7 separate regions of the Mus musculus genome follow, and all the other regions are linked to region 3. Evidence: chromatin contacts called from public HiChIP or PLAC-seq and promoter capture Hi-C data. All regions are on one chromosome and are shown on one strand. The core of a region is the stretch at or near the end of the contact, and the rest is flanking DNA. Distances in the headings are between cores, read along the strand shown. Region 1 holds the start of Rnh1 (ribonuclease/angiogenin inhibitor 1). Region 2 holds the start of Taldo1 (transaldolase 1). Region 3 holds the start of Spef1l (sperm flagellar 1 like). Region 4 holds the start of Chid1 (chitinase domain containing 1). Region 5 holds the start of Irf7 (interferon regulatory factor 7). Region 6 holds the start of Lrrc56 (leucine rich repeat containing 56). Region 7 holds the start of Tmem80 (transmembrane protein 80).

Region 1 (3,949 bases), core at 576-3,075, 1.2 Mb before region 3:
CCCACCCACATGAGTTCTCCCATACAGCTTCCAGGAAAGTTTGTGCAAACTCAGCACCCAGGGGCCCTTGCCCCCTTCACTTCTCACCCTTCCTCACTGGGTGTGGTCTTTGTAGAAAGCTCACTTTCATGCTGGTAGAAGGAAGGCAGGTGCTTGTCTTTAGTTTGTTCTGAGGTCCTGGTATGGTGCTAGAAACTCATTGTACCTGCCAGCCACATGGCTTGCCTGAACCCAGGCTCCTAAGTTGGTAGCCCCTGCCATTTGTCTGTGGGTACTCAGTATCCATGAAAACAACTACAGCTCTCACCTTAAAAGGAATAAGAGATAGTTTATTCTGGAGTCATTGTTAGTGACCATGGCCTGAGAACACAGATTTAGGTTACTCCAGATTCTGTGTTCCCATGGAGGTAGTTTCATGACGTTTTGTAGTTTTACAGAAGAAAATAGTAGTAAACAAGGCAAGTTTAAGTACATTGAAGGGTACATCAGAGAGATTGGTACAACAAGAGGAAGGAAGCTTTTCTGTAAGTCCAAGATGCCAACTGATGACATTCTTGGCTTTTGGTTAGTGGAAGCTACTGGTCTGCTAAAGGATTCCAAAAGGATGCTGGGTGTGGTGACACTTGCCTTTCCTACCAGCAGTCAGGGGGAAGAGGAAGCCACATCTCTGTGAGTTGTAGGCCAGCCTGATCACAAGATATTAGTTGCAACACAGGTAGGCAAGGAAGAGCTGTTCTAGAGGGGTAGAACTAGCCCAGGATAAGGCAGCCTCTGGAACTGCACCAGCCCAATTTCTCCACAGCACTGAAACTCTAATCAGCCAGTCTCTGTAGATACAGCTTCTTTTCAGGAATTCTCCTTCATGGCAGCAACAAATAAAGGCTGGCTGGCCAAAGTTTTCCTTCTAATTGGGCAGGCTTTAATCTTTCCCCAAAGAACTGATCCCCAACTTCACAGGTCAGTTGTTGGTATTGGTTCCATGAGGATGGCTCTGCAGCGATGAAGATTAAGCTCTGTCTGTAGTGGCCACTGCACAGGGTTTATGAAGCTGAGTTCCAGCCTCTTTTCTTGCCTGTCTCTTTGCCTCCTTCTCTCCCTTCAGGGCTCCCTGTCCCAGGTCTTTTAGGGAACACAATTCCTGATTTCCTATGCTGGCCTGCTAGACTCTCCTTTACTTGTATTATTAAAGTTCCCGGAGGGACTCAGAACAGCATCTGGCAAATGACAAGTGTTTAACAAACACTTAGGTGGATGGATGCCAGTTCCTTGGCAAGGGTGTGTGTGGCCATTTGTGCAAGAGAGCAGGGCTCCTGAGTGACAAACTCTCAATGCTGACTTTTTCCACAGTGCTAGAATCCCAGCACTCAGGAAGCAAATCTGCATGTTCAAGGCCCTCCTGGGCTACACATCAAGACCTTATTTCAAAAATACAGAAACCAAAAGCAAATCCTATAACTTGGGAGTATGTTACAAAGTTTAAACATGGGCTGGAGGGATGGCTTAGGACACTGCTCTTCCAGAGCACCCAGGTGTAGTTCCCAACACCTGAATGGTGGCCATTCCCCAAGAATCTGATACCCTCTTCTGGCCTTCCTGGGCACGATGCACAGATATATATGCAGATGAAGCATTCATATATAAACGATATTTAAGACAAATATCAGAAATGCTTAGTGACGAAATGCTTGAGAGCCCCATGCATCAGAGGCTCTCGACATCCCAAGCCCTATCCCCAGGGAGAAAGGCTGTTCATAATGAACACTGTTCTAGCCATGAAAACCTGGTCGGCCTGTAGGAGAGATGGGTGTGTTCATACCAGAAGCTCTCATCACAGTCACACCCATTTCGTGGCAGCTGTGGATCATTTTACGTATTTTTAGTCAGGCTCAAAGAAGTGACTCAGGTTTGTCAAGTTCTGTTCCCAAAGTGCAGCCTGCATGTGGGAGGGACAGACCTAGTGGGCGGTCTCCAGTAGGCAAAGTGAAAGGCTAGTTGGGGCCAGAGAAAGAGAAGCGGCGAAAGTCTCTACGCCCCGCCCTGGGCGGAAGAAAACGGATCGTCTGGGACCTCTTGCAGCGGCACCAGGTGAGCAAGGGCCATGTTCCGGGGCGCCCGGCTGCCTTTGAGAGTTTTTTTCGGGTCCCTTCCTGGCCCTCTTAATACGTGGCAGAGCGGCTGGACCAGAAGGTTTGAGGGATCAAAAAATTGGGCGGGGGCGGGATCACGGGCCCGGCGAGTCTCTGAGGCCTGTTCCTCCCTTAGGGTGACACATTTGTGCCTCAGAGGAGCCTTGCTTGGTGCTTGAAGGCTGACCTCATAGCTCCGTCGCCAGCGACCTGTTCGCTCGCTCACTTTAAGGCCCAAAGAGGGTGTCTTCAGATCCTAGGATTAACCCAACAGCTAGGAGCAGCTAGTTAGCAATATCCAATCACATCAAAGCAGAGGCCTGAATCATGCTTCTAAGCCAGGCTGGTGGGACCTCCTGCCTGGTCCCAAGGCCAAACAGGGGGAGGAGTGTGGGAGAAGAACCAGCTGCCTGGGTTCTTTCACATCCCTTGCCCCTGACCTCAGATGATCGTCAGGACTGGCTGGCACCCTGCCTCCCATAAAGTCCAGTCCTGTGCTTTCCTCAAAGGTAGATACTCTAGGACCCTGTAGTCTGTAGTGCATAAGAGAGCAGGTGTGGGTTGCACCTGTGACTAGAAGTACTGTAGCTACCCCACCCCAGTGGCAGTGCCCTAGTGATGACTGGCTTTGGATGACACATCTGATCCAGGCAGTGCTGGTTTTACTCCCTGGCGAGTTGTGGGTGGGGCTAACTGGTTTCTCCATGCCCTGGCTATATGTCCACAGTGAGTTATCTCTGCCGTTGCCTCAGTTTTCCCTGTCACTAGCCCTTGTGTCAATATGTGTAAAGTGCTCCTGGTTAGCATTAAGGGGGTATCCTCCTAGCCCTGGGAAGGAAGGGGAAGACCCCGTTAGTAAAGCCATGTTGTGCCAGGCACTGTAACTTCACACAGAGCTGTTTGCCAGTTTCGGTAACTGTTATAGAGAGCAGCTGAAGTGACTTCTGTTTCTCTTAAACAGAACCTAGTACCGCTCTCCCTTCAGTGCTAGGAGCACAGCACTGATCTCTTCTTTCAAGCCTTCCAGGATACCCACATGCTGTCCAGGCTAGCTTGCTTGACAGATAGTTGCTTAGGAATGTGGAGACATGGGTATTTGTCTCTAGGCCTCAGATACATCCTTCCACAGCCAGTGCCTGTCATGCTTATTCAGGTTGTCAGAGCCTGTAACCTGTTTGTCCCAGCTTTCCTAGTGTGATACACTGCCTGGATCCTTTGCAGGCTGGGCCTGAGCTGGCTGAGGATTGTGAGAAGTTGGTCCTGGCCTGAGTCCCTAGACTCAGAAGGAAGTCACAGAAGCAAAAGCTATAGTGACTGCCTCTGAATACTCTCCTTTTCCCCCAGAGTCCTGTGCCTTCCTGCCCTTAAGGTGGTTGCTTGTGTCCAGGCTTCATGCTCCCTGGCCTTTGACTTTGTATAGGGCTTGGCAACAGTAGAGTATGGTGCTGGACCAACTTGTTCTCAGAGTAAGAAGTAGGCTGAATCAGCAGTAAGCCCCACTACTGGAGTTTCCAGACCGTAGCCAGGCTCCCACAAATAAGCAGGTTTCCAGGCCAGAGTTGGTATCCTGGTGCTGGGTGACTGGGTTCCTTCAGAGGCTAGGGGGTGACTGTGTCGCATAGTCCTAGGCTCTCAGGTTCTGCTCCTCTTAATGGTACCATGTAGTTAGCTTCTCCCTGATAACTTATTTCCGGGATACTCAATGTGTGGACAGACTTGCTGGGGAGAGGCTGGGCCCCTACTGGAAAAAAATACTCTCTTAACTTTTGGACTCATCTTTTTACAAATTCTAGCCTGTCGAGATAAGAAATTTTCTCAAGAGC
Region 2 (3,997 bases), core at 229-2,728, 1.4 Mb before region 3:
AATTCCAGGAAAGTCAGGGCTACACAGAGAAACCCTGTCTTCAAACAAATAAACACCAAAAGAAACCTTTACCATCTGACAAAAAAAAAAAAAAGACTTTGAATAAATAAAGTATATAAAATAGATTTTGAATCTGACAATGTTTATAATTATTTGTTTTAAGCCACACTGTCAATGAATGTGCTCTTTGGCTCTTTGTTGTTGTTTGAGACAGGCTCTTACTATGTAGCTCAGGCTAGCCTGGAACCATGTAGCCCAGGCTGGCCTCCAACTCATAAAGATGTGCCTGCCTCTGCCTCCCAAATGCAGGTGTGAGCTACCATGCCTGTCTCTTGCTCTCTTCACAAACATTAGCCGGTAAACTCTGCACTACACACACAGTGGAAAAACCTTAGGACTCCCAGATGGATTTCTGGAAGCTGACGAACACAGCTTGTGTCAGACGGGTTTGCTATTAGACCCACATCAAGTCTGTCCTTTATAGCTAAGCAGCCCAAATATGCCTAATCACTCTCTGCGACTCTCTGAGAGATAAACAATGCACTTACTCATGAGGAATTAAAGCCTGTTTCTCAAGTCACCGTGAGAAAGCAGAAAAGAGCAGAAGTGCTTTTGTACTGAGCTCACACGGAGCATTTCCTGAAAGTCTTTCTCACAGCACATGTGAGATCACCTCCACCACCCTCCAAGGATGAGAGCAAGACTAACAGCACAAGTCTTTCCACCTGTTTTCCGCGTCCCTACCAAGTCCAGGAAAATCTGAGTACTGGAGCTGCGCATGGTGGCACTGCCTGATCCAGCACTAAGGCTAAGATAGAAGGATTACCAGGAGTTCCAGAACAGCCTGTGGCTACACTGTGAGACCCAGTCTCAAAAGAGAAGGAAGTATGACAATGATAACCATTTGATTTAGTGTGTGCAACTGGTCTGACTCCAGCCATGCTGTGTACTGCCCATAGAGAGTAACCAGCTGCATGTGGAAAACCAGTGCAACAGGCTGCAAAAAGCAGATGGTGTCCAGTCTTGCAGACTGCACTGGCTCCAAAGTTGAGCCTGTGTCATCGTAGGGAATTGGGAGTAGGGGTGGGGGCACCCCGGGTCAGGGAGACTTTCTCGGACTACCTCTACCCACCGAGGCTTCGCGCCGGGCTCCCAGGGTCACCAATAGCCCAGGAGCTATTGATCCTTGAAGGTTCCGCAAACTCACCAATCCCAGCTCCAGCGCCCGCGAGGCCCCGCCCCTGACACCCACACCGGTGCTGGTTCCAAAATTGGGGGCGCAGCAGCTTAAATAGGGCGCATGCACCGCGTCCTCTTACCATTGAAATCACCCGTGTCGGCCACCACGGTGGTGAACTGCTTGAGCTGGTCCAAGGCGGACTCCATCCTCTGGCGCTTTACCGGGGACCCCGACATGGCGAAACGCGAACAGCTGAGGCGGTAGCCGGTGCGTGCTAACCCACAATGCCCCGCGCGTCCTGGCCAATCAAAGCAAAGCTAAATGAAGCCTGACGACGAGCCCCGCCCATGTACTTGGAGACCTTGCCATAGACCACGCCCCGTGTCACGGTCGGAGTTCTCTTCCCCAGTAGCGAGTGGTTAGTTTCTACCAGTCCAAGGAGAGTGGATTCTTTGTACCCCTCTAGAGCTCGGATGCGTAGAATGAACAGACAACGGATTCTACTGAGACGCGCGCTCAGTAAGCCTCAGACCCCACGGACTACGGATGGATGGGTGGCAGCGCTCTCGCTCCACACCCATGCTAATCCTTGAGCGGGTCCTTGCCTCCAACTGTGCATTCCCTACAGGGGCTTCAGAAGTGCACCCTTTCTCCAGCTGTGGGACTCCCCTACTCCCAGTTTAGGGACTGGGAGCTGCGCCCTCTCTGCTGATCGCGATAAGTCAAGCTCGGTGCAGCCCCTGCTTACAGGCAGACAAGCTAAAGCACAGTCTGAGAATCAATACAGGTGTATGGCCCCATGGGCGACTTCTGGCAAAGCCACCAGTTTCCGCTTCCCAGATGGAGTGGTTCTGGTGTTGCCTTAAGCTGCTGGGTGATCCTTCCCTTGCCCATGATTTTGCATCTCCCCTGGCTGGAAGTCTGTCTGGAATAAGCAGCAGTTTGAGAAAGTTGAGATGGGGAATTGAATCTTCAGTCATGAATAAAAATAGTAAGGGCAGTTTCTTTTACAGTGTTCCCATTATTGATTTGCAGTTCTTTGAATATGCTGGCTCAAGCTATTACACATATATGTGTATGCCGGATATTTTCTGTTAATATTTTGTTTACCACTCGTCTTAGTTTGCTTTCTATTGCTGTGATAAACACCACCACCCAAAGCAACTAGGCGAGGTTGATTGTACCTTACCCTCCCAAGTAACAATCTATCACTCAAGGACTGCAAGAAAGGCGCCTGGAGAAAACTTCTCACCGGCTTGCCTCCCTTGGTTTGCACAGCCTCCTTTCTTTACAGCCCTGAACTTCCAGGACCACCTGCTCAGGGATGGCACCACTCACCGTGGTGCTATGGGCTTTCCCTTATCAATCATTAATCTTAAAATTAATTTTTTCTTAAAAACGGAGCCAGGCAAGGTGGTACAGACCTTTAATCCCAGCATTCTGGAGGCAGTGGCAGGTGGATTCAAGGCCAGCCTGGTTTACATAGGGAGCTCCAGACTCGCCAAAGGGAAAAAGCCTTGCCGACTGACTTGCTAATCTTGAGGACAGAGGCATTCTCTCATTCGAAGTTCCCTCCTCCTGCAAAATCCGAGCTGTGTCAAGTTGACAAAAAAAAGTAACCAACACACTTTTTTTTTTTTTTTTTTTTTTTTTAGTATCTTTTAAAAATAGATTTTTCTTTGAAAGGAGACTGGCCTTGAACTCTTGGTCTTCCTGCCCCTGCCTTCCAAGTGCTCAGATTACAGGCAGGGGCCACCATACTTGGCTCCAGCTGACTCTATTCAAGTTCACTGGAAGATGGACTTTTATATACTAGGGGCCACAGAGGCTGCCTCTAGGGCAGTGTTTCTCAACTTGTGGGCCACAACCCTTTTGCAGAGGTGGTTGTGGGTGGGGTCAAATATCAGATAGCCCGCATATCAGATATTTACATTTTGGTTCATCATGGTAGCAAAATTACAGTTATGCAGTAACAATAAAAATAATTTTATCTTTGGGAGTTACCTCAAAAGGAGGAACTGACTCCATTGAAAGGTTGCAGCATTAGGAAGGCTGAGAACCATTGTGCTAGAGGACTAGGCTAATTGAAGGGGGCTCCACCTATCAGCTTTCAGGAAGTCACCACCTATCCCAGGGTGGTCATTGTTGGGGAAGCAGATGTTTGTGTCACCTATGCTCCTGTGACAATCATTCACTGGTTCCCCAAGCTGAACAAGGACTCGGTTGTTCCTTTGGTCTGTTATCAGTGCCCTAATTAGGGTAAGTGTTTGTTCATATCTGTTGAGACAATTATTGCCTTGAGTTGAGGGACTACCTCCCACCTACTCCTCCCTTGTAAGGCCCCAGTGACAAAAAATAAAGTTTGAGTCTACCAGAGTTCCCCTTGGGAAAGCAATGAATTATTGGGGGTTTTGTTGTTGTTGTTTGTTTGTTTTTGTCTTTCGAGACAGGGTTTTTCTGTGTAACCCTGGCTGTCCTGGAACTCACTCTGTAGACCAGGCTGACCTCGAACTCATGCCTGCCTCTACCTCCTAAGTGCTGGGATTAAAGGCGTGCACCACCACTGCCCAGCAGGCTTTTTTTTTTTTTAAAGATTTATTTATTTTGTTTTATGTGTATGGGTATTTTCCCTGCATGCACAGATATGTGTACCACATGCATGCCTGGTGCCATGGATCCCCTGGAACTGGAGCTACAGACAGTTGTGAGCTGCCTCATGGGTGCTGGGAAGTGAGCCCAGGTCCTCTGCAAGAGCAGCCAGTGCGCTTCTCTGCTGAGCCATTTATCCAGCCCCATTATCAGGTTTTCTTACAGAGT
Region 3 (4,240 bases), core at 762-3,261:
CAAACTTATAAAGTTCTGCCTGCCTCAGACTCCTGAGTGCTGGGATTAAAAGCATGCACCACTGTGTCCGGCCAGGGACTAATTTCAGACTTATATAAGAGCTGAAAAATCCCTTTAATCCCAACACTTGGGAGGCAGAGACCATTGAATCTCTGAATTCAAGGCCAGCCTGGTCTACAGAGTGAGTCCAAGATAGCCAGGGATATACAGAAAAACCTTGTCTCAAACAAAACAAAAGGAAAAGAAAGAAAAGGAAGAAAATGTCATCCTAGTCACAGTCCCGGCAGGCAGAACGGAGCAGGGTACGGGAATCCTGGGCAGGGATGAAAGGAAGCTGGGGGGGGGGGGGAGGGAAAAATGTGTCTAAAGCCCATCATGCCATGTTACCATCCTCTTTAACAATGTGGAAACAAAACGGGTTTTCCTAGTTAATTCTTTCCTTTTGAGCTTCTAAAGACCCATGTTCTGAAAGCTTCAGGGCAATGTGTGGGATACTGGGGAGGCCGCAAGATGATTGGCTGGGACAGTTAGCCAAGAAGAGGAGCTCTGCCAGGTTCGGGCTTTATCTTCCTAGCGGTGAGGCCATGCAGATGTTTCCTACTGAGCTGCGTGCAGACAGAAGCCTTCCAGGCTAGGCTGGAGCTGAGCAGGACAGCCTCAGGATGAAGCTAAGGGCCGTACTTGGCCTACTTAGGAGATGCTCTCAGTCAGCTGTGTCTGGTTCCTCCCAGGTCAAGCCAACCTTTGCACCCCCGACACCACCAGTCAAGCCCGGGACTGGAGGGACGGTGCCTGGAGCAACTCAGGTGAGCCTCAGAGGGAAGGGGAAGGGGAAGGGGAAGGGGGAGTCCATCTTGCAGGAACCCTCCTGCTGACTGTGGCACTGTTTCGGAGGGTGAGTGGCTGTTTTCATTTTCTTAGCTGGTAAGTTTTAGTGACATTTGAAAAAAAAAAAAAAGAAAGAAAAAAAAATCCTCAATAACAGGCTTGATGTCTGCTTTATAATTTGCCAGAACTTTCCAGTGCTTGCGGCTTTCGGGGGCTATGGAATTTTCCTTTTCATATGGCTAGTCTACAGTATATATGAAATGCTAGTACAGTCATCTTGTGAGGTCGGGCCCATTCTGTTGTTAGGGGAAGTGGAAGTCTAAATTTAAAGAACTGGCAATGGGTATTTTCAGCTGGACCTCTCTCTTATCAGGTCCTCTTTAATATCGATTTCCTTTTTTTCTTGGCAGGGAGCTGGTGAGCCAAAGGTTGCTCTGAAGGTCCCCATCCAGAAGAGGTGACCAGCTAGGGCACCCCAGGGCCATCGTTTGTGGACGTTTGGAGATACCACTGCTCCTATAAATGTGTTCCTTCAGCAACACCACAACCACCACCCAGGCTGGACCTGCACACGCTGTTCCTACCTCAGGAATAATCTTTCTGTGGCTCTTGCTGTCCAGATGCCCTCATGAACCAGTGGCCTCTCACTGGCCTTGGCCAGCTTAGACCATACATCTGCGTATGCTAGTTGCTAGGCAGGGGCGGTGTACCCTGCAGTGGGCGTGATCAAGTCTGTCTGTCTCTGGGTGGACAGAATGCCAGGAGTCCCCTCCCAGCAACTTCTGCACTGGCCCTCACACAGTGACCTCTCTCCAAGGCACAGTTCCTGTATCTACATCCCACTCGTGTATGAGACTTAGGAAAGGAAAAGACGTCGTTCTTGGGGTGTTGGGACAAGAAGTTGCCGTCATCTCCGGATTGAAACAGATTAGTTGTTGAAATTATGACTAAACACTATTCACTAATAAAGATTCTATTTTATCAATAGATTATAGATCACATTCTACATGGCAGTTTGTTTTTATTACACCAGATCAAACAATTTCACCTACCATCTCCCTTCGTTTTTTAACCATCCACCTTGATTCAGCCCGATCTCTGGGCGTGCAGGAGGACCAATCCTTCCTGGGATCGAGGGAGGGACCAGCGCGGTTAGGGCCCCGCCCCTTCCGGCTGTGCCGCGTCTCCCAGCAACGGTCCAAACCCGCCAGGTTTCTTCCGCTGTGTTTCTCTGCTGCACACCCACTTCTCTGCCATGCTCAGTGCTTCCAAGCCGAGCTCAGCTTCGTTCCTGCCAACGCCTGGGGATATTCATAACCTCTGCGCCTGGCTGGACCGGCTCCCACTCAGCCGCCCCAAGCGCCACTTGGCTCGGGACTTCAGTGATGGTGGTGCGAGTGAGGGCGAGGCGCTATGGGGCGGATGATGAAGAGGACTCAAAGCTGAGGGCCACCCTTGCCTCCAGCCCCCTAGTACGGGTGTGGGTGTTGGGGGAACGGAGCGGTTCTTGAGTCCAGACTCGTGCTCCTTAGGAAAGGTAGTAGCAAACAGGGCCTCCTGTGGCTCTTCCAGCTCCCCCTGGGCTCTCACGCTGTATTAGCTTCCCAGGCCATCCTACCACTTGGTCTGACCTGGAGTCTAGGTGCCGTGCCAGACTCGGGGACAATTATGGGCTCCCCAGGAAAAGCTCGTGTCCTTCCCACTCCATTCCATGCATCTCATGTGGTCAGGGATTACAGTTGCAACCCAGGGTCTTGACCAGGCAAGCCAAGTTCCCCTCGCATTCCCACAGTGCTGGTGGCCGAGATTGTGAAGCACTTCCGCCCTCGGCTGGTGGACTTGCACAGCTACGTCCCAGCCTGCAGTACAGACCAGAAGCTGAGCAACTGGAGCCTTCTCAACAGGCAAGGCCTGGGAGCTCAGCCCACCTAGGTTGACCCCGGGATGCTCTCTCCAGCCATGGGTCTCTGACTGCCTAACTGTGGGTCCTTGCCTATAGAAGAGTACCACAACCAGGGGTACTAGGGCACTAGTACCCCTAGTACCACTCCTGGGGGTGCTAGGGCAGCCTATCAGCTAGCCTGCTCCCTTACGGATCAGTAGAGTTTTACTTCACCTCCCCAAATGTCCTCAGACAAGACTCTGCCTGTGTATAATAAGTGATCTCAAGGACAGAGTCGGGCAGATATGTCTGATGTAGTCCAATCACAGAGGGCCCTCGGGAAGTGTCTGAGCAGAGCAAGGTGGAGAACCTGTGTGGGCACCCCCAAAAGACTGGCTCAGATTGGAATAGAAACATTGCTGGGCTCAGGCCTGGGTCTAATCTCATGGGCTTATGTTTGAGAGGGAAGAGATGAAAAGAGACCTCAAGGGAGATGATCATGCTGAGAGGGCCCAGCTGCAGGTTTCCAGGTACTGTTGAGCTGTCTCAACAGGATTTACCGAGGGCAAGCCAGTAGAGAGATGAGAATGAATGCAGAGAACATGGCCTGATAGAGCACCCCATGTTCTGCGATCTCCTGAGACATAGCTCCAAAGGCCAAGAATGAGATAGCCATGCGCCACTCAAGTGCAGGGCACAAAGGGGCTCTCTGAGAAAGCAAGATGCTGCCCAGTGGCTGGAAGGCATTGCAGGGAGCATAGAACTTCAGGGAGGGCTCAACTCCCAGTCCTTGATGGTACTGCTTTGAGAATGTGCTCCTACCTTCTTTGCAGGAAAGTCTTTCGCAAGCTGCACTTGTGTATCTCAGATAATGATATCCAAAGGGTGGTATCCAACAGGCCTGGAGTTATCGAGTCTATTCTATGTGCACTGAGGGAGAAGATGGAGGCCAGGACTGTTCATGTAGGCTCAGCTGGTACAGCTGTAAGTGTCTGCACATCAATTCAGCATGCAAGTCTGCTGTGCCTTCTGCCCTTTGCACTCAGTCAGACAATCCGTCTGTGTGAGAATAAAACAGAGAAATGAATGTCCCTGTGGTCCAAAAAGAAATGAAGTCCATACATGAGGCAACAGGCCTCACTTAGACTCATTCCTGACTTTCCTGCTGATCTTCTGGAAGGGGGGGGGGGCTCCCGAATTTCCTTTCCAGCCAAATCCACCTACCCTGGGGCAGTGAAAACACTTAAGAGTTGCTCCAAGTACAACCAACCCAAGTGCTTCCCGCTCTTCTCCAGTTTCCATACTAACCCCACCCAGAGTTTGTAATGACCAAACAAATTCAGCCCAGCTACACTTCACTCCCCAACTTTTGTACTTTGCAGGATCCAAGACACTCTGCTGTGGATGCTGTCCGACCCTGGCGGGATCTTACCCCCAACCCACATACCTCTAAGATGCAAGATCCTGATGTGGATAACAGCAGCTTGTCAGAACCCCTCTGGGACTCCGGTGGAGAGCACCACTCTGTTC
Region 4 (4,011 bases), core at 1,221-3,720, 1.6 Mb before region 3:
GAGCCACCATGCCCACATTTTTACAGTGACATTTTTACAGTCACTTTTAGATGCCTTTGTATAATATTTTACTCCACTTCAAACACAATTAAATAAGCATTTTCAAACTCTTTCTCTCTCTCTTTCTCTAAATATATACATATACATATATATGTAGATAGATAGATAGATAGATAGATAGAGTGTGTATGTTGCTATATAACCCAGGCTTGCCTTGCACTTATGGCCATCTTCCTTTTAAGTGCTGATATTATAGCGCCATGCATCATCACATCTGGCTTCAATTTCTAAAATGCCCCGCATTTTAGTACTTTGTTTAAATGAGCAACAATATCTCAGGAATCCCAAGAATTTGAATTTTTAAAAACATTAATTCCTTGGGCCAAGGGGCTGACTCACTGGGTAAAGGCACTTGATTAGAAACCTGACAGTCTGAGCTGGATCCCCAGAAACCACATGGAGAAAGGAGCGCCAATTCCCAGAAGTGGTCCTTTGACCTCCACATGCCTCCTACTGCTGCTTGCTACACACACACACACACACACACACACACACACACGCACACCATATAATAGATAAGTAAATAAATAAAAATTTAAAACATCTTTTTCAAACAAAAATAAATAAATGCAGAAAATCTAAAGTTACCTCAAATACTGCAGAAACATTAAAATTGGAATGGATTCACTAATACGGAGTGTTAATGCTTTAGTTCTGATTCTCTTGGTCTTTTCTATCCATCTTTCTGTATTTTCTGTGTGACTAAAAGGTGGCTAAACACTTGAAATCAGTTTGGGGCTGGAAACATAGTTCATTGGTAGAGTGTTGGCCAAGTAGGTGTTTAGTCCTGAGTTCACTCCTAATACCGTGGAGGGGAGAGAAGCCAGTGTTCACCTACACACACATACCAGAGATCTGGGGCACCCTTTGTCAGGCTGTGCAGGTGAGGGCAGGGCAGACTTTGTGGGTACAGCTCAACAGGCTCCTGAGCATCTGTCTAATGGAACCCTGAAAGGGGCTGGTCTTGAGTTCTGTTTTTCTCTCCTTTCTGTTCTTAAGAGTCTGCAACACAGACTGGGAGTGGAATCCTTAGTGGACTTTGCCAAGTCTTTAGCTCAAAGACCTCTTACATCAGTCAGATCCAAATGCCTTCGCTGGTTTAAAAGAATGATGGTCTCTTTAGTATTGCTTGGACTGAACAATTCTCAGGACATCCACCTCTCCAGAGTTCTGCCCACTTGGAATCACTGTTCTGGGCATTTGTTCCTAGTAGGGTGCTGAGCTGGATGCCAGGAAAGCAGATGGTGATGCACAGCATGCCTTAGCATACACACCCAGCCCCGCCCCTGTAGAAAGGCTTGGGGGACAGCTGGCAGAAAATATGGGGAAGAGAAAGGAGGAAACGTGATTCGGAAGGAAGAACACGAAGCTCAGCTCAGTGAGAAACCTCTGCAGCAGCAGGAATGGGGAAACAGCCGCACTGCAAATCCTGGAACAGACCATAGTGGAGTGGGCCAGAGGGTTTAACTGGGTGTGGACAGGCCAAATGTGGTTTCTGCAGGAAACTGCTGGGAACAGCAAGGGATGGGGGTGGGGACTAGTCAGCTTGATGAAAAATAAAAATGCTGGTCACGTGTGCTTTCAACCCACTCGAAGAAGTGTCTGGGCTCCTCTTGCTAAAGCTGAGATGGGGGTGGGGAGCGTGGTGTCTGCCTCTGTGGGTTCTAGCTCCTACAATTTGCAAGACCAAAAACGAGGACCAAGACAGCTCTGGGATTTAGGCAGATAGAATGTTCGCTGTGCTAGGCCATCTGGAGAAGGATGTTATATTGCCTGGAGCAGTGTCTCTACTGGAGACAGTGTAGTGGGCACTGCAAACCTATAGATAGTGACAGAAATGTGGCAACTGGGATAATGTGGAGGTTCAAAGACTTGGCGCACAGTCTGTCCTGACACATCTGGGAGACTACGGAACTGACTATGCGCATAGTGACCCACGTCCCCCATACTTGACAGGGATGGGTTCCCAAGACCCTAAAGGCCTTGGTGGTCACATAAGTGGACGTAATGTAGACTTCAGCACAGTGCTGAGGCAGCCAGCCATCAATCCCGGAGAGGGGATGTTCAACATCACCACCAACTTCTCTGGGAGGATTTCGGGATCTGACCCCACTATTCTGCTGTACGACAGGCCCTTGATCAATAGAGGGACTGGCTGCAGGAGCGGAAACAGCACCTACGGCTACGAAGTACACGTTCCGCACACTCAGCTCTGTCTTCATCCAACTGACGGTCCCGATCCACTCTCAGCCCTTCTCCAGCTCGCCGGTCGCTACGAGGCTCCACCTCTAACTCCGCCCTCCAGCCATCTCGGTCCCGCCCCATCCCAGCGTGCCGTGCGCAAGGCATCTAGGAAGCTGGCGTGGCGCAGCGGGAGCTTGTGGAGGCCAGTGGGCGGGACTTCCGGTTGATTAAATCGTCTTCCGGCCGTGCTTGATGGGTCTGGCCGGTCTCCTGACATGAAGGTGAGCCCGGCTGTGGCGGCAATGGGACTGCTTCATCTTCCGCGTCACAATGCGGGAACGTCGGGCAGCGAGGCTCTCCCCGGACAGAACGGGCAGAGTGTGAGCGGGAAGGAGAGGGCACGGATGAGAGCAATATGGGAGCTATGAATGTGAGGGCGAGGAAGTGAGTGAGGATGAGAGGGTTTGAGGGGGAGAGCGATCGTGTCAGTGTGAGAAGAAACAGATGTGAGGGTGAGTGGGAGCTCGTGCGGAATAAGCAGATGTGAGGGTGAGCTGGTGGAAGAAACAGATGTGAGGGTGAGTAGGTGTCAGAAAGCAGGTGTGTCAGCCTGAGAGTAAGGGCGTATGTGAGAGAGCGAGCGGGTGTGAGGGCCCGAATGGGTGAGGGGAGATGTGAGAACATGGACTTTATTAGGGGTGAGAAAGCGAGTGGGGATGAGTATGAGCAAGGGTGAGAGAGTGTTAGGGTGAGAGCAGGTATGGGAGAGAGTGTGACATTGTTCTTTAGTAGAAGTGTGAGCGCCAAGTGTGTGACTGTGAGGAAGCTTTCGAGCCAACAGTAATCTGAGAATATGAGCGAGCACAGGCCGTTGCATAAAATCAAGAGAGCCCGTAGCGATGGCTTTAATCCTAGCACCCGGGAGGCAAAGGCTGGCAGATGGATCTCTGTGAGTCCGAGGCCACCCTGGTCTATAGAGTGAGTTTCAGGTCAGCCAGGGCCACATAGCAAGACCCTGTCTCCAAAAAAGAGTTTGGGGGTGGGGCAAAAGAAGCCGCAGGAAGCACGTGTGAACAGCACAGTAGTGAATGTGTTAAGTTTATGTATGTGCCAGTGTAGCTGGATATGAAGAAACATGGGTGAGTGGTGTATAAAGGAGTATAAACATGAACCAGGATGTAAGATAACGAAGTCAGAGATTTCAGATATGTGAGTTAGTGTGCATAGCTTGTGGAGCCACAAATGAACGAACGATGACATGAGTGTGCAAACGAGTTAGCAAGGCCAGAGTGGCTGTCGGGCATAGAGAATGAGCTCTATGTGGAGGGCCCAGCCTCAGGTAGGAGGGTATACAGCAAGTTGTATGGGTTCCTTCAAGTTTGCTAGGTACATGAGGCCTTACCCTCAGCGCAGCCTCAAATCTTGAACACTCTGTGATGGAAAATTTCCAAAGAACTTTCCACAGATCTCTAGACTGGAGCCCAGGGAGGCCCAGAGACAGTGTGCTGGTGACAGAACTATAACTTGAGCCATCTTATCACAGTCCTGTTTGCATTGCATTGTATAGTTGGGATGGGATGGTAGCCACGTGCCCCATGGCTTGGTGGGCTGCCCCCTGTGTTGGTTTCCTTATCTGTAAATGGGAATAACATTTATGCCTGCCTGAGTCCTGGTCTGTGGAGAGAACTTGTGGATAATTCACCAGGTTTGGCATGCAACATATGGTCAATAAATGTCACCTGGGGTTGTGATCATCCTGCTTCTTAC
Region 5 (4,368 bases), core at 135-2,634, 1.3 Mb before region 3:
CCTAAAGGTCTACCCACTGCAATAAGAAGCTTCTTTGGCCAGGTATGGTGGGTGGCGCACGCCTTTAACCCCAGCACTTGGGAGGCAGAGGCACGTGGATTTCTGAGTTTGAGGCCAGCCTGGTCTACAGAGTGAGTTCCAGGACAGCCAGGGCTACACAGAGAAACCCTGTCTCAAAAAACAAAAACAAAACAAAACAAAACAAAAGATTCTCTGAAGAAGGATGGACACAACCCTTGACTGTGGAGATATATTATATATATTTAGTTGTGTGCCAGAAGAGGGCATCAGGTCCCATTAAAAATGGTTGTGAGCCACCGTATGGTTGCTGGGAATTGAACTGAGGACTTCTGGAAGAGCAGCCAGGGCTCTTAACTATTGAGCTGCCTCTTCAGCTTCCAGGGTCTTACTCTATAACACAGGTTGGCCTCAATCCTTCTGCTTCAACCTCTGTCCAGATGGTATATTCTTCCCAGATGGTATACTTTTGTTGTTGTTGTTGTTGTTTTTTGTTTGTTTGTTTTTTGAGACAGGGTTTCTCTGTGTAGCCCTGGCTGTCCTGGAATTCACTTTGTAGACCAGGCTGGCCTCGAACTCAGAAATCTGCCTGCCTCTGCCTCCCAAGTGCTGGGATTAAAGGCGTGCACCACCATGCCCAGTTTACTTTTTTTTTCAGATTTATTTATTTATTATATGTAAGTACACTGTAGCTGTCTTCAGACACACCAGAAGAAGGAGTCAGATCTTGTTACGGATGGTTGTGAGCCACCTTGTGGTTGCTGGGATTTGAACTCAGGACCTTCAGAAGTGCAGTCGTGCTCTGACCTGCTGAGCCATCTCACCAGCCCCCAGATGGTATATTCTTATCTGTACCATTCTCAGTGTTAAGCCAAATTGTACCATAGTCTCTCTTTAGACTCCACTTTCTAAGATTTTTTTCAGCCAGCTAAACAAAACAAATAAACAAACAAAACCTACTGACTGTTGTGGGTATCCCTGCCTTGTCCCAATGTGCTTTCCTGAAGAGGTCCTGGGGAAAGACCTTTCCCACACTTCCACCAGGGGCTGAGCCTGGCAGATAGACCTCCACCTACTTACTATTCTTACTGTCCTCCAAGACATGGCTGTTCTGTCCAAAGCAGGGTCAGCCTCTCTCATTGAATCTACAAAGAGCCTGGAAGACTGAATCTGAGAGAGTGATCAGTGAAGGGCAGTGAAGAGAAGCTGGGGGGTGGGGGGGGAACAGGAGGGAAGGATTTGCAATTGAGTGCTACAAACTAGTGACACCCTAGTGACGTCTGGAGCCCTTAAGCCACACCCTGCCTGGGCTCTGCCCCGCCTCTGCCCGAAGTACTATAAAAGCACTGGCACCCTCCTTTTCACTGAGATAAAACCCGTCCCGGCGGCTCCGGTACCAGGTATGTGGGACTCTTGGGCCACTCGGGGAGGGAGGTGAGCTAGTGCCACAGGGGAAATTCTTGTCCCCTCTACAGAGTAGTGAGTGATCAGTGAAGGGCAGTGAAGAGAAGCTCGGGGGAAACAGGAGGGCAGACGTCCCGGCAGGATTTGCAATTGGGTCTGCAGGGATTGGGATCTGAGTAAGGGTCGGGTGTAGTTTGAGGACTGCACTGGTAGGCATGGAGACAGTGGAGACAGCGGGAAGCCAGCAGCTACCGGGCGCTGTTTAGACTGTTTAGGTTTCATTTTCCTGAGATGCAGTTTCGTTTTACTCGTCTGGGCCCGCCCCTTTTGTGTCTTCGCAGGGTCCAGCCTGTGACAGCCCATCCAGGCTCGGACGCTGGATTAACACCTGTGACATCACGTGTGCGCTCCCGCTACATCTGTAGTCACATCTACAGCCACCTTGGCAGAGGAATCTACACTGAGTTCTGAACCTAGGTGACCACAAGTTCTCAAACCTCATCTGTGACCCTCAACACCCTAATACCTGGGTCACACTTGTGAAACTGAAATTCCTACCTGTTACCAACACTTGTAACGTTTAAAACACATTTGTGAAACTTGGTCACACTATCTGTGGCTACAACCTAAAACCATAGAGGCACCCAAGGGGCCTTATTTGCAATAGCTGACTGCTCCAGTGACTACAAGGCATCACAGAGTAGTAGCATCTACTTTGATTCTCCCAGACTGCCTGTGTAGACGGAGCAATGGCTGAAGTGAGGTGAGAACATGTCTACCCTGGTTGTATTGGGTCCTGTGTCCCTTACATTAGCCCTAACCCCAGCGTGGCTGCTCTGCCTGCAGGGGGGTCCAGCGAGTGCTGTTTGGAGACTGGCTATTGGGGGAGGTCAGCAGCGGCCAGTACGAGGGGCTGCAGTGGCTGAACGAGGCTCGCACAGTCTTCCGCGTACCCTGGAAGCATTTCGGTCGTAGGGATCTGGATGAAGAAGATGCACAGATCTTCAAGGTGGTACCCAGTCCTGCCCTCTTTATAATCTGCCAGAACTCCTGGGGGAATCCAGCCTCAACCCATGCTCTCTCCTCTCCTTCAGGCCTGGGCTGTGGCCCGAGGGAGGTGGCCACCTAGTGGAGTTAACCTGCCACCCCCAGAGGCTGAGGCTGCTGAGCGAAGAGAGCGAAGAGGCTGGAAGACCAACTTCCGCTGTGCACTCCACAGCACAGGGCGTTTTATCTTGCGCCAAGACAATTCAGGGGATCCAGTTGATCCGCATAAGGTGTACGAACTTAGCCGGGAGCTTGGATCTACTGGTGAGCAGTGCCACAAACAGGGATGGGCCAGGGAGGTACATGGCCTCTGTCATTTTGGTGGTTTCAATGGTTTGATTTGTGGTTTTTGAAACTAGTTGTAGATTCAGTTCCTCTCCTTCCAAAGTGTGTGTGTGTCGGGGTGGAGGGGGAGTGCACACTTCCTGCTAAGTCAGAGCCTTGGGCTGAGTGAGGTACCTGGTGGTTTGGGAACAGAGGGTATGAGAAATAGAGAACTTTTGGAACTGCTTGGGCATCGTAACCAAATCTCCCCTCCCCACTCCTCTCCCTCAGTGGGCCCAGCCACGGAAAATAGGGAAGAAGTGAGCCTCAGCAATGCTCTGCCCACACAGGTACATCTGGTCCATCCTTCCTAGGTGTGGGGGATCGGCAGGTGCCTACCACTATGCTGTCTATTACAGGGTGTGTCCCCAGGATCATTTCTGGCAAGAGAAAATGCTGGGCTCCAAACCCCAAGCCCTCTGCTTTCTAGTGATGCCGGGGACCTCTTGCTTCAGGTTCTGCAGTACAGCCACATACTGGAATCCGAGTCTGGGGCAGACCCCGTCCCACCACAGGCTCCTGGTGAGAGGCAGTTACTGTTACAGAGCTGGGGCTAAGCTAGAGAACACCCATCTGCCCAAGGCTGTATGAGAGGGAGGACAACAGAGTCCTTGCTGGGAGGAGGAAAGATAAGGATGTTAAAATGACAGGGGTGGGAAGCTGGGCTAAGATGGACAGGCAGCTCCAATTTGCCCTCAGGCCAGGAGCAAGACCGTGTTTACGAGGAACCCTATGCAGCATGGCAGGTGGAAGCTGTCCCCAGTCCCAGGCCTCAACAGCCAGCTCTCACCGGTGAGGATCTAGAGCGGAGGCGCTAGCACAGCTTTTCCTAGCCTCCCGGGCAGAATTCTGCCCTACTGCTCCTTCACACCTGCATCTCAGTAGGAGGTGAATGGGTCCTTGGCAGGGGGCATGGGACAAAATGCTCCACCCAAACCTACCACTCACAGCATGGTCTATACACAGAGCGCAGCCTTGGGTTCCTGGATGTGACCATCATGTACAAGGGCCGCACAGTGCTACAGGCAGTGGTGGGGCACCCCAGATGCGTGTTCCTGTACAGCCCCATGGCCCCAGCAGTAAGAACTTCAGAGCCCCAGCCGGTGATCTTTCCCAGTCCTGCTGAGCTCCCAGATCAGAAGCAGCTGCACTACACAGAGACGCTTCTCCAGCATGTGTCTCCCGGCCTTCAGCTGGAGCTTCGAGGACCGTCACTGTGGGCCCTGCGTATGGGCAAGTGCAAGGTGTACTGGGAGGTAGGCAGCCCTATGGGCACTACCGGCCCCTCCACCCCACCCCAGCTGCTGGAGCGCAACCGCCACACCCCCATCTTCGACTTCAGCACTTTCTTCCGAGGTCAGTAAGGTGTCTGGCTGGGGTGCTGTCCTCTGGGGCCTGGAGCCTTTCTTAACCTGCTCACCAGAGCTATCTCCTTAACAGAACTGGAGGAGTTTCGGGCTCGGAGGCGGCAAGGGTCACCACACTACACCATCTACCTGGGTTTTGGGCAAGACTTGTCAGCAGGGAGGCCCAAGGAGAAGACCCTGATCCTGGTGAAGGTAGAGCCTGGGTGGG
Region 6 (3,970 bases), core at 263-2,762, 1.2 Mb before region 3:
TGCTCTTGTCAATCATCTGTGGGCCCGCCTCTCCTGCAGGCACTCCTTCCCATACTTTTTTTTCAGGTGCCTCTACACCTCTGGTAGGAAGTGCATAAACTGTTTCTCCTTAAAGATACAGAGGTCTGTGTTTGGCCCTAGATCTTATACTCAAGAGACAATGGCTAAGGTAAGAACTCTGTTCAGAACATTAAGTATATCCTTTCTTCTTAGTCCTCCTCCGTGGCCTCCATGCAGGTTTGGCCGACCCCTAACTCCTGTACTTCCTGCCGTTCCCAGATACATTTCTCTAGTTAGAGTGATCCCCTTCCACTGCACTTCATGACTTATTGCTTACTCTGTCCTGTATGTCTTGTCCCACAGACGTGGGTCGCCCAGGATCCCCCTAGCACAAAGGACATGGAGAGGAGGTGCTAGGCTCTCACCTGAGGGGTGGGCCAGAGTGCCCAAGACTTGGGGCGCAGCACTAGGCCCCTCCACCGCGGCGGTCGCTCTCTCAGGTGAGGGCTTTTTTTTTTAATTATTATTTTTACCACCGCGATGGGGTTGCAGGCCTGGCGCCATGGCAACGGGGGCGGGGCTCATTTGAATACCCAAATATTCGTGAGCCGCGGGCATCCGGGGCTTCGGTAAGATGAGCCCCGCCCCCTAGCAACGGTTGCCGGGACACGCGGCAGATCCGGTGGAAATGCTCCCTAGAGTAAGAGACAAGCCGGACGGCTGAACGCAGTGAAGGCACTCACGGTGGTTCAGAGAGCCGTCCGTGAGAGGCTTCTGGCCAGCTCTCGGTTATCTGCCTGCTAGATGAATAGAACAAGCCGAGCTTGCACCCCGGGCGGCGACCGGGGTGAGCGTGCAACCCCAGGCCTGCACGACCTGAGTAAAAGCCTGAGTTTTTCTGAGGACGTGCTTATTCGTTTCTTTGAAATTTCAAAAAGTGTTGAAAACATGTCATTTGCGTCTGACACAGATGTACCCTACTTGCTTGAGTGGGTGGAACACTTCATTTCGCCCCAATACCAACTTTTCTGACTTTCGGGGTCGTTCTTCAAATGGACGCAGTATGAGCTTCTGCAGTGTTGGGACCTCGAGTTTGAGAGCGGTAGGGGGGTCTTCTCCAAAACACGAAGAGCGCGGTGTGATGGGCCGACGCTGCCCCAGGATGGAGCCTTTGCTCCACCTCGACCTACGAGAACAGGCAGCTAGGGGTTCCGGCGAACTCTGTCTTCCTCTGTTATTCCGCGTCCGCGGTGCTGACTGTCCCCGACACCAATACCCGGTCGGGATGACCTTTCCACTCGTGGGCCTTTGGGCCTTTGGTGAGGCTGCAGGGTGGAGGCTCTGTAGTAGGTCCTCAACGCAACCCGAGCGTGCACCAGTTTCTCTCCGGAGAAATCCCGGGCTCGTAAGCACGGTCTCGGTCTGTCTCTTCTGCACCTAGGCACTAGACATCACTGTTGAGTGCAGGACCCAAGTTCCGGCACTGCCTTCCCCGCGGCTCCAGGAAGCCCCGCCCAGCTTCGGCTTCTGACGGATGGGTTGCTCAGCCAACCACAACAGGTCGCGGTGCGGAGGAGTTCGACCAATCACGGGCCGCCTCGAGTTGACGGACGGGCGTGGGGCGGAGCGGGGCGGGGCGAGCGCGGGCCCGGCCAAGTCCCCGCCGTCCGCTCCCGGCGCCCGCAGCCCGAGCCGCACCCGCCGCGGACGGAGCTCATGCGCGGGCCCAGCCGGCGCCCGTCCGCGCCCCCGCCCTGCCCCGGCCCCGGCCCCGGCCCCGGGGGCAGTCGCGCCAGCAAGCGGTGAGTGCGGGCACGGGGTGGGGCGCGGGGCGCAGGTGATCGGTGCTTCCTTGCTCCTCTCGGCCCGGCAGCGTGCCTAGCGTCCGGCTGCCCGCCTCTGCGGCCGGACTCGCTCTGCCTGTGGCCGTCCTCCCAGCGAGGCGCCGCCCGGGCCTCCGGAGACTCTGCGCCCCGCGGCCATCACGCTCGGGCCTCGGGGCCACAAGGACACCCGCGTTGGGCCCCAACCAGGGCCTTCTGCTCCCAGCCATCCCTCGCGTTCCTGTAGTCACCTGCTTCCCACACCCTCAGCCGTTTTTCCCCCCCTCTGTGAAAGCTCCCTGGCCCCTTGTGGAAGGTTTGTCTTAGTGGAGGGCAGGGTCCTTCTCCAGCCACCCTCCCCCCGCTGCCGGGACCGCGCCTGGCATGCAGTAGGCGCTCAGTAAATAGTTGTAGGTTGCACCCACATGCCGGCGGGCCAGAGCCGGTTGTAGGCTGGCATTGGCCTGCCTGGGCACGCCGAGGCCGCCGTGGCAGGACCTGTTTTTTGGGGGGTGGCCTCAGCCCTCAGGCGCCTCCAGTTGAGGGTTTCTGCCTACCTAGCGACTTCTAATTTGGGTGCGTGGTTGGGAGAAGCTCTCAGCTGTCAGCCCTGCCTTGGGGGCCTCTCCCTGCTTCCTCACACAGCCATTAAGTGCTGTTTGAGGAGGTTGGGGGGTGGGGGTGGGGTCCTCCCTTTTCAAGCTGAAGGTGCCACAGGTGATCAACTGGGCCACTGGCAGGCCTGCCTGCTCAATGCTGGAGAGGGCCCTTGGGTCAGGCATCTATTAGCCGTCTCAAGTGGCAAGGGCCTTGGCTAAGTGTGCTTCTCATTGGCAGGTGGGGCAGGAGCTCCTGGATTGGCAGCCGCTGTAGAAGCTATGACAGAATACAAGCTTGTGGTGGTGGGCGCTGGAGGCGTGGGAAAGAGTGCCCTGACCATCCAGCTGATCCAGAACCACTTTGTGGACGAGTATGATCCCACTATAGAGGTGAGCTCTGCCTACCTGCCAGAGGTGGGCTGTGGCAGTGGTCATGGGTAAATGACCAAACAGCCCAGGTCTTGTAGGTGTTATGGGGTATGATCCATCAGGGTATGAGAGGTGCAAGGGTGTAGGCTGGTTCTGTGGATTCTCTGGTCTGAGGAGAGGTGAGACCCCACCCCCACCCCCCACCCCCACTAAGCCGTGTTGTTTTGCAGGACTCCTACCGGAAACAGGTGGTCATTGATGGGGAGACATGTCTACTGGACATCTTAGACACAGCAGGTCAAGAAGAGTATAGTGCCATGCGGGACCAGTACATGCGCACAGGGGAGGGCTTCCTCTGTGTATTTGCCATCAACAACACCAAGTCCTTCGAGGACATCCATCAGTACAGGTGAGCCACCTATGGCTAGCCCGTGAGCCCGTGGCACACGTGAGGAAGGTTCCGTGTGCACACTGAGGCTTTATGTCTTTTTTTGAATGTCCTGGACACAGTCATGCCTGCAGCCTGCTAGCTGGCTCATATCCACCCCATCCCCCTCCAGGGAGCAGATCAAGCGGGTGAAAGATTCAGATGATGTGCCAATGGTGCTGGTGGGCAACAAGTGTGACCTGGCTGCTCGCACTGTTGAGTCTCGGCAGGCCCAGGACCTTGCTCGCAGCTATGGCATCCCCTACATTGAAACATCAGCCAAGACCCGGCAGGTGAGCCTGTTTCCCTCTCCACAGCTAGTCAAGGATTTACCGCACCCCACCCCAGCCAGGGAGCAGAGCTCATTGCCGCTCTCCCTCAACACAGGGCAGCCGCTCTGGCTCCAGCTCCGGGACCCTCTGGGATCCCCCCTCCCCCGGGACCCATGTGACCCAGCGGCCCTCAAGCTGTAAGTCTCCCAGACCGCAGGGCTGTGAGGGAGGCAAGGGCCAGGGTCTGGGCTTATGCCCTGCAGTTCTGAGTTCACATAGCTCTAGGGCAGGATGGGGTCCCTGGAGAGAGCTGCCCTGAGCCAGGCCGGAGCGGCGACCCAGGGGCCTTAGTTCTTCTTGTCCCCAGTGTCCTGTGGATACTGGCTAGTTTTAAGCCCTTCAGTGTTGTTAGGCTGTTCAACTTGAGACGTACTGGGGGTCTGGGAGAGTCCTGAGTTAAGTGGCTCTGACTTTGAGTGA
Region 7 (3,789 bases), core at 336-2,835, 1.3 Mb before region 3:
CTGAGCTCAGACCTCCTCATTTAGCCTGGGACTCAGCCATGGTGAAATATTGACTACAGCACCTTCTGGCTGCCCGGGACTCAGGTTAGCCACAGGTGTGTGTGTGTGTGTGTGTGTGTGTGTGTGTGTGTATGGGTGTGTATTCACCCAGGGTAAACTGACATTATGCCTTGGTTGTGTCTGGTGTAAACCAGGTATGCCATGGGTGTACCAAGGTATACTTCAGGTATGCCTTGGAGGTGCTGAGGAGAACTATAAGTGTGCTTGGGATGAGCTGAATGTATGCTATGAATATCTGGAGTCTAGCGCATGCCAGAGGCATGCTATGAATGAATATGTGGTAAGCTGCAGGTGTGACAAGATGTACCCTAGGACACACTGGGTGTGTCACAGCTATACCTGGTTTAAAAAAAAAAAAATCCCATCAAAGCCAACGGACTCAAAGTTCCAGAAAGCCAGGAATTTGAGAACTGGGGAAGAAAAGCAGCTGACCTTGACTTCAGACACCAATCCCTATCCCAGACACCCTACGGGTGCAAAAGAAGACAAAAGACCCAGAAATTCCAAAACCAGTTTGTCTAAGGAAAACAGCTAACTTATCTAGAATGCTCTTAACAAGCACCCTTTCCCTACCCTTAGCTACAAAAACCCCAGTCTAAAGCGAGTGGCCTATTGTCTTGAACTAACTGTGGTCATTGAGTGACTAGATCCTGTGCCCTGATCATCAAATGGCCAGAATTTAACAGCCACGTCTCTGGAACAAGCCTGCTTTAGTTGTTTGAGGTTGACTAAGTCATTTTTTTTCCCTACAAACGTAATTCTTATTCATCCTTACATCTGGGGTGAGCAACAGGGGAACTCGAGTGTATTGTGGATATGCCAGGGGTGAGCTGAATATACGTATATGGTTGTCCTGGATATTCTCAATGTGTAAACCCGGTGTGCCAAGGGTATATCGAAAAAATGAGAGATAGGTGTATCAAGGGCGTACTCGGGGTGAGCAGCGGGTATGCCAAGGGTGTGCTCAGGATGAGCCATAGGTATGCCATGCATGTCAGCTTTAGTGAAATATGGTTGTGTAGTTCGTATGCCACCATAGTGTACTCTGGGTAATCCACAGGTGGACCCCGGGTCACAGAAGGTGTGATATGGTTGTATACAGGGGCGTATCCCAGTGTGTGCCTCAGGTATATCACTGGAATACAGAGACGAGCTTCGGGACAGCCGCCGGGATACCCGAAGTGCCCCCACGCCCAACCGGAAGACACCCCCCCCACCCCTCGCTCTCCAACTCCGGCGCAGAAATCCGGGCTAGTGGGCTTAAGCCACCAGGTTCCGGAATAACAAGGTGACAATCAGAGGAGTTGCAGAGCCAGCCCAGACAGCCTCTCATCGTGACAGCATGAGACCACACTGTCCCTGCGATCGCGTAGCCCCGCCCGCCTCACCTGGCCGCACGGCCGCCATTTTGCCGCTGGGTCCGCCACAATCCCAGCAGCCTCTTGGCCGCACCCTCCCGCCATCTTCGCTCCTCCCGCCGCGCGGTGCAGCGAGCGTCCGACAGCGGCCGAGGCCCGATTCTCCCGTCCGGCAATACTCGGGAGCTTTCGGATAGAAGGAGGCGGGCACTGAGGCTCCGGAGAACTCGGCTCGGAGGTATTCGGCGGAGTTCGGCGAGGCCTCGTGTGGGTTCGGCTTTCGCCGCCCCGAGAGGGGGTTGGAGAAATCCCGTGGCGCCAGGGTCTGTCTGCGAACCCAGACTTCGTTGGAAGCAGGGGAGAAACTGCCCAGAGCCGGCCAGCTCTATCGGTCGGTGACCACAGTCAGATCCGCTTCTTAGACAGCGAGCAAGAAACGCTCGTAAGCTTTCGGGAAGCTTCGGGACCATTCGTATTATCTAGATTCTGCGCTTCGGGAAACTTCGGAGCTGCTCGGTTCTACACTCGGGCCATCAGCTCGGCTCTGCGGGCAGCTTCGGCTCGGTTCGGCGGGCGTCAGACTGCCTCTTCGGTCGCTGCTCGGGCGGTGGCTTCGGGCGGCCTCGGCCCAACTCGGGCGGCCTCTTCGGGCCCCGCTTCGGGCTCGGTGCCTGGCGCTTCGGGCGGTCCCGGACAGCGCCTTCGGGCGGACTCGGTGGAGTCCGTATGGAGGACTCGGACTCGGCGGCAAAACAGCTGGGCCTGGCCGAGGCGGCAGCTGTGGCGGCCGCTGCCGCGGTGGCGGCGGCCGCCGCGGCCGCAGCGGAAAGCGAGGCGGAGGAGCCGGTGTTAAGCAGAGACGAGGACTCGGAGGAGGACGCAGACTCCGAGGCGGAGCGCGAGACGCGGCGGGTCACCGCTGTGGCGGTGATGGCGGCCGAATCTGGGCACATGGATATGGGTACCGAGGCTCTGCCCAGCCCCGATGAGGCCGCCGCCGCCGCCGCCGCCTTCGCAGGCAAGTGCGCCCGCCGGCCTCGCGCCTCACCGGGTTCCCGCGTGCAAGCTCTGAACACATGCACCAGGCACAGGCCACTTTCCATATGCTTTGTGCATCTGTCATGCACATCTGTCTTCCAGGGAAGGCTCTCTTCCACCTGTCCTGCACACCTGCCCAGCACCTGCCCTGCCAGTGCACCTCACAGTGACCTGCACGCCTGCCCTGCCTCTGTCCATGCCCCTGCACCTGACACCTGCCCCCCATACATGCTCTGTACCACCTGTGCACTTCACACCTGCCCGTGCACTCACAATGCCCTGAACACCTACTCTGCACCTGCCCATGCATCTCACAATGACTTGCACCCTTGCTCTTTCCCTGCCCTGCATCTCACAGTGCCCTGCATGCCCATCTTGCACACACACATGCACACGCACAGCACACTCTCACTCCTCTAGCCTTGCTCTGCACTGTATACAGACGTGTCTCCCTTGTGTGAGTGTGCCTCTCTGTTCTTTGTCTGTTTTACCCTTTGGAACTTTCTCAGTACCTACCACCTGCCTTGTCCTCTCCTGCTGCTTCCTGGGAGCTGAGAGCACAGATGGGTCACATGTGAGTTCTGTTCTAGAGGTGCCCCAGGTATGGTCAGCAGCATTACTGCTGGTAGACCTGTCTGTCTCAAAGGCCAGTTCAAGTGTGACATGAGAGGGGCAAGAGAGTCATCCAAGGCAGGCAACCTTGCAAAGGTAACGATGCAGAAACCAGCCTTGCTTTATATTGTGACATGAGCTGCTCCGTGCTGTATCTCCTAGTCTTCCTATGCAGATATCCCCTCCTTCTCCATCACTTAGTTTTCCATTTTTCTCCTTCTGTTTTCTCACACAAAGAGCACCCGATTCTCATGTTTTATGACAAATGGAGCCTTGAGCTGAGCTGTATCACCCTGTACAGGTGATACCACACCAAACTGCCTCCTACAATCCCACCACACACCCCACCCTTTGACCTTCCTGAGTGTTGAACTCCCTACCAATTGGAGCTCTTATATGTTTTATGCTTGTACATGCGAATCCTTGGAAGACCATCATTTTGCCATGCGTCTTGTTTCGTTCTTTCCAGTGTGAAGCTGCAGGCTTGGCATTGGGCTTTTATTCAGGGCACATCAGAGCTGAAGCTTAACTCTGGGTGGGTGTTCAGACCGTTGGCACTGGAACGCAGTGGTGGAGAACCCTTGCTTCCGCGTGTTTTCTGCTGTACCTACCTACCTGAAGCCTAGATCCAGTCACAGGAGTGAGGGAAGCTTCCTAGAGCTTTAAAAAAAAAGATATATATATATATTTTTATGTGTATATATGTGATTGCAGGTGCCTG

The links. Promoter capture Hi-C pulls out the DNA fragments that hold promoters and counts their contacts. HiChIP or PLAC-seq counts read pairs in DNA pulled down with a chosen protein or histone mark.
Region 1: a contact with region 3 is called in an H3K27ac HiChIP or PLAC-seq map of embryonic stem cells, with 3 times the contacts expected there. The contact joins the promoter of Rnh1 here to the promoter of Spef1l in region 3. A contact is called at or near these places in 4 of 39 promoter capture datasets (cranial neural crest, maxillary cranial neural crest, neutrophils and 1 more), 1 of 484 Hi-C or Micro-C datasets (embryonic stem cells), 6 of 115 datasets of contacts at active chromatin or transcription factors (astrocytes, bone marrow-derived dendritic cells, bone marrow-derived macrophages and 3 more) and 2 of 9 other capture datasets (adipose tissue and macrophages).
Region 2: an H3K27ac HiChIP or PLAC-seq map of embryonic stem cells shows a contact between it and region 3, with 2.6 times the contacts expected there. The contact joins the promoter of Taldo1 here to the promoter of Spef1l in region 3. A contact is called at or near these places in 1 of 39 promoter capture datasets (hippocampal neurons) and 2 of 115 datasets of contacts at active chromatin or transcription factors (bone marrow-derived dendritic cells and embryonic stem cells).
Region 4: a contact with region 3 is called in a promoter capture Hi-C map of neutrophils, with 3 times the contacts expected there. The contact joins the promoter of Chid1 here to the promoter of Spef1l in region 3. A contact is called at or near these places in 4 of 39 promoter capture datasets (hippocampal neurons, liver, neutrophils and 1 more).
Region 5: a promoter capture Hi-C map of hippocampal neurons shows a contact between it and region 3, with 6 times the contacts expected there. The contact joins the promoter of Irf7 here to the promoter of Spef1l in region 3. A contact is called at or near these places in 2 of 39 promoter capture datasets (cranial neural crest and hippocampal neurons) and 1 of 115 datasets of contacts at active chromatin or transcription factors (bone marrow-derived dendritic cells).
Region 6: a promoter capture Hi-C map of hippocampal neurons shows a contact between it and region 3, with 5 times the contacts expected there. The contact joins the promoter of Lrrc56 here to the promoter of Spef1l in region 3. A contact is called at or near these places in 8 of 39 promoter capture datasets (the 3T3-L1 cell line, cranial neural crest, frontonasal cranial neural crest and 5 more), 2 of 484 Hi-C or Micro-C datasets (B cells and embryonic stem cells), 2 of 115 datasets of contacts at active chromatin or transcription factors (bone marrow-derived macrophages and embryonic forebrain) and 1 of 9 other capture datasets (liver).
Region 7: a promoter capture Hi-C map of cranial neural crest shows a contact between it and region 3. The contact joins the promoter of Tmem80 here to the promoter of Spef1l in region 3. A contact is called at or near these places in 3 of 39 promoter capture datasets (cranial neural crest, embryonic stem cells and hippocampal neurons), 1 of 484 Hi-C or Micro-C datasets (B cells) and 1 of 115 datasets of contacts at active chromatin or transcription factors (astrocytes).

What each region holds. Positions count from the first base shown.
Region 1 is chr7:141,166,812-141,170,760 of GRCm38.p6, reverse strand. It overlaps Rnh1 (ribonuclease/angiogenin inhibitor 1), which reads left to right and starts at 1,825. Exons shown (of 10, transcript NM_145135.3): 1 at 1,825-2,085.
Region 2 is chr7:141,389,641-141,393,637 of GRCm38.p6, reverse strand. It overlaps Taldo1 (transaldolase 1), which reads right to left and starts at 1,478. Exons shown (of 8, transcript NM_011528.4): 1 at 1,320-1,478. The coding sequence starts at 1,416.
Region 3 is chr7:139,976,526-139,980,765 of GRCm38.p6, reverse strand. Spef1l (sperm flagellar 1 like) reads left to right here and starts at 2,011. Exons shown (of 7, transcript NM_001033465.3): 1 at 2,011-2,219; 2 at 2,621-2,732; 3 at 3,544-3,694; 4 at 4,093-4,240. The coding sequence starts at 2,084. It overlaps Adam8 (a disintegrin and metallopeptidase domain 8), which reads left to right. Exons shown (of 24, transcript NM_001291066.2): 23 at 732-806; 24 at 1,239-1,834. The coding sequence ends at 1,289. It overlaps Gm16201 (a long non-coding RNA gene), which reads right to left. Exons shown (of 5, transcript XR_389973.3): 4 at 4,158-4,240; 5 at 1,786-3,769.
Region 4 is chr7:141,538,287-141,542,297 of GRCm38.p6, reverse strand. Chid1 (chitinase domain containing 1) reads left to right here and starts at 2,470. Exons shown (of 13, transcript NM_001142681.2): 1 at 2,470-2,525.
Region 5 is chr7:141,263,440-141,267,807 of GRCm38.p6, reverse strand. Irf7 (interferon regulatory factor 7) reads left to right here and starts at 1,384. Exons shown (of 10, transcript NM_016850.3): 1 at 1,384-1,418; 2 at 1,764-2,185; 3 at 2,269-2,431; 4 at 2,517-2,733; 5 at 3,025-3,083; 6 at 3,153-3,315; 7 at 3,493-3,585; 8 at 3,760-4,149; 9 at 4,234-4,352. The coding sequence starts at 2,172.
Region 6 is chr7:141,191,672-141,195,641 of GRCm38.p6, reverse strand. It overlaps Lrrc56 (leucine rich repeat containing 56), which reads right to left and starts at 1,512. Exons shown (of 13, transcript NM_001172064.1): 1 at 1,025-1,512. It overlaps Hras (Harvey rat sarcoma virus oncogene), which reads left to right and starts at 1,638. Exons shown (of 5, transcript NM_001130443.1): 1 at 1,638-1,802; 2 at 2,661-2,812; 3 at 3,022-3,200; 4 at 3,352-3,511. The coding sequence starts at 2,702.
Region 7 is chr7:141,325,926-141,329,714 of GRCm38.p6, reverse strand. It overlaps Tmem80 (transmembrane protein 80), which reads right to left and starts at 1,585. Exons shown (of 6, transcript NM_001141950.1): 1 at 1,449-1,585. Deaf1 (DEAF1, transcription factor) reads left to right here and starts at 1,990. Exons shown (of 12, transcript NM_016874.3): 1 at 1,990-2,436. The coding sequence starts at 2,145.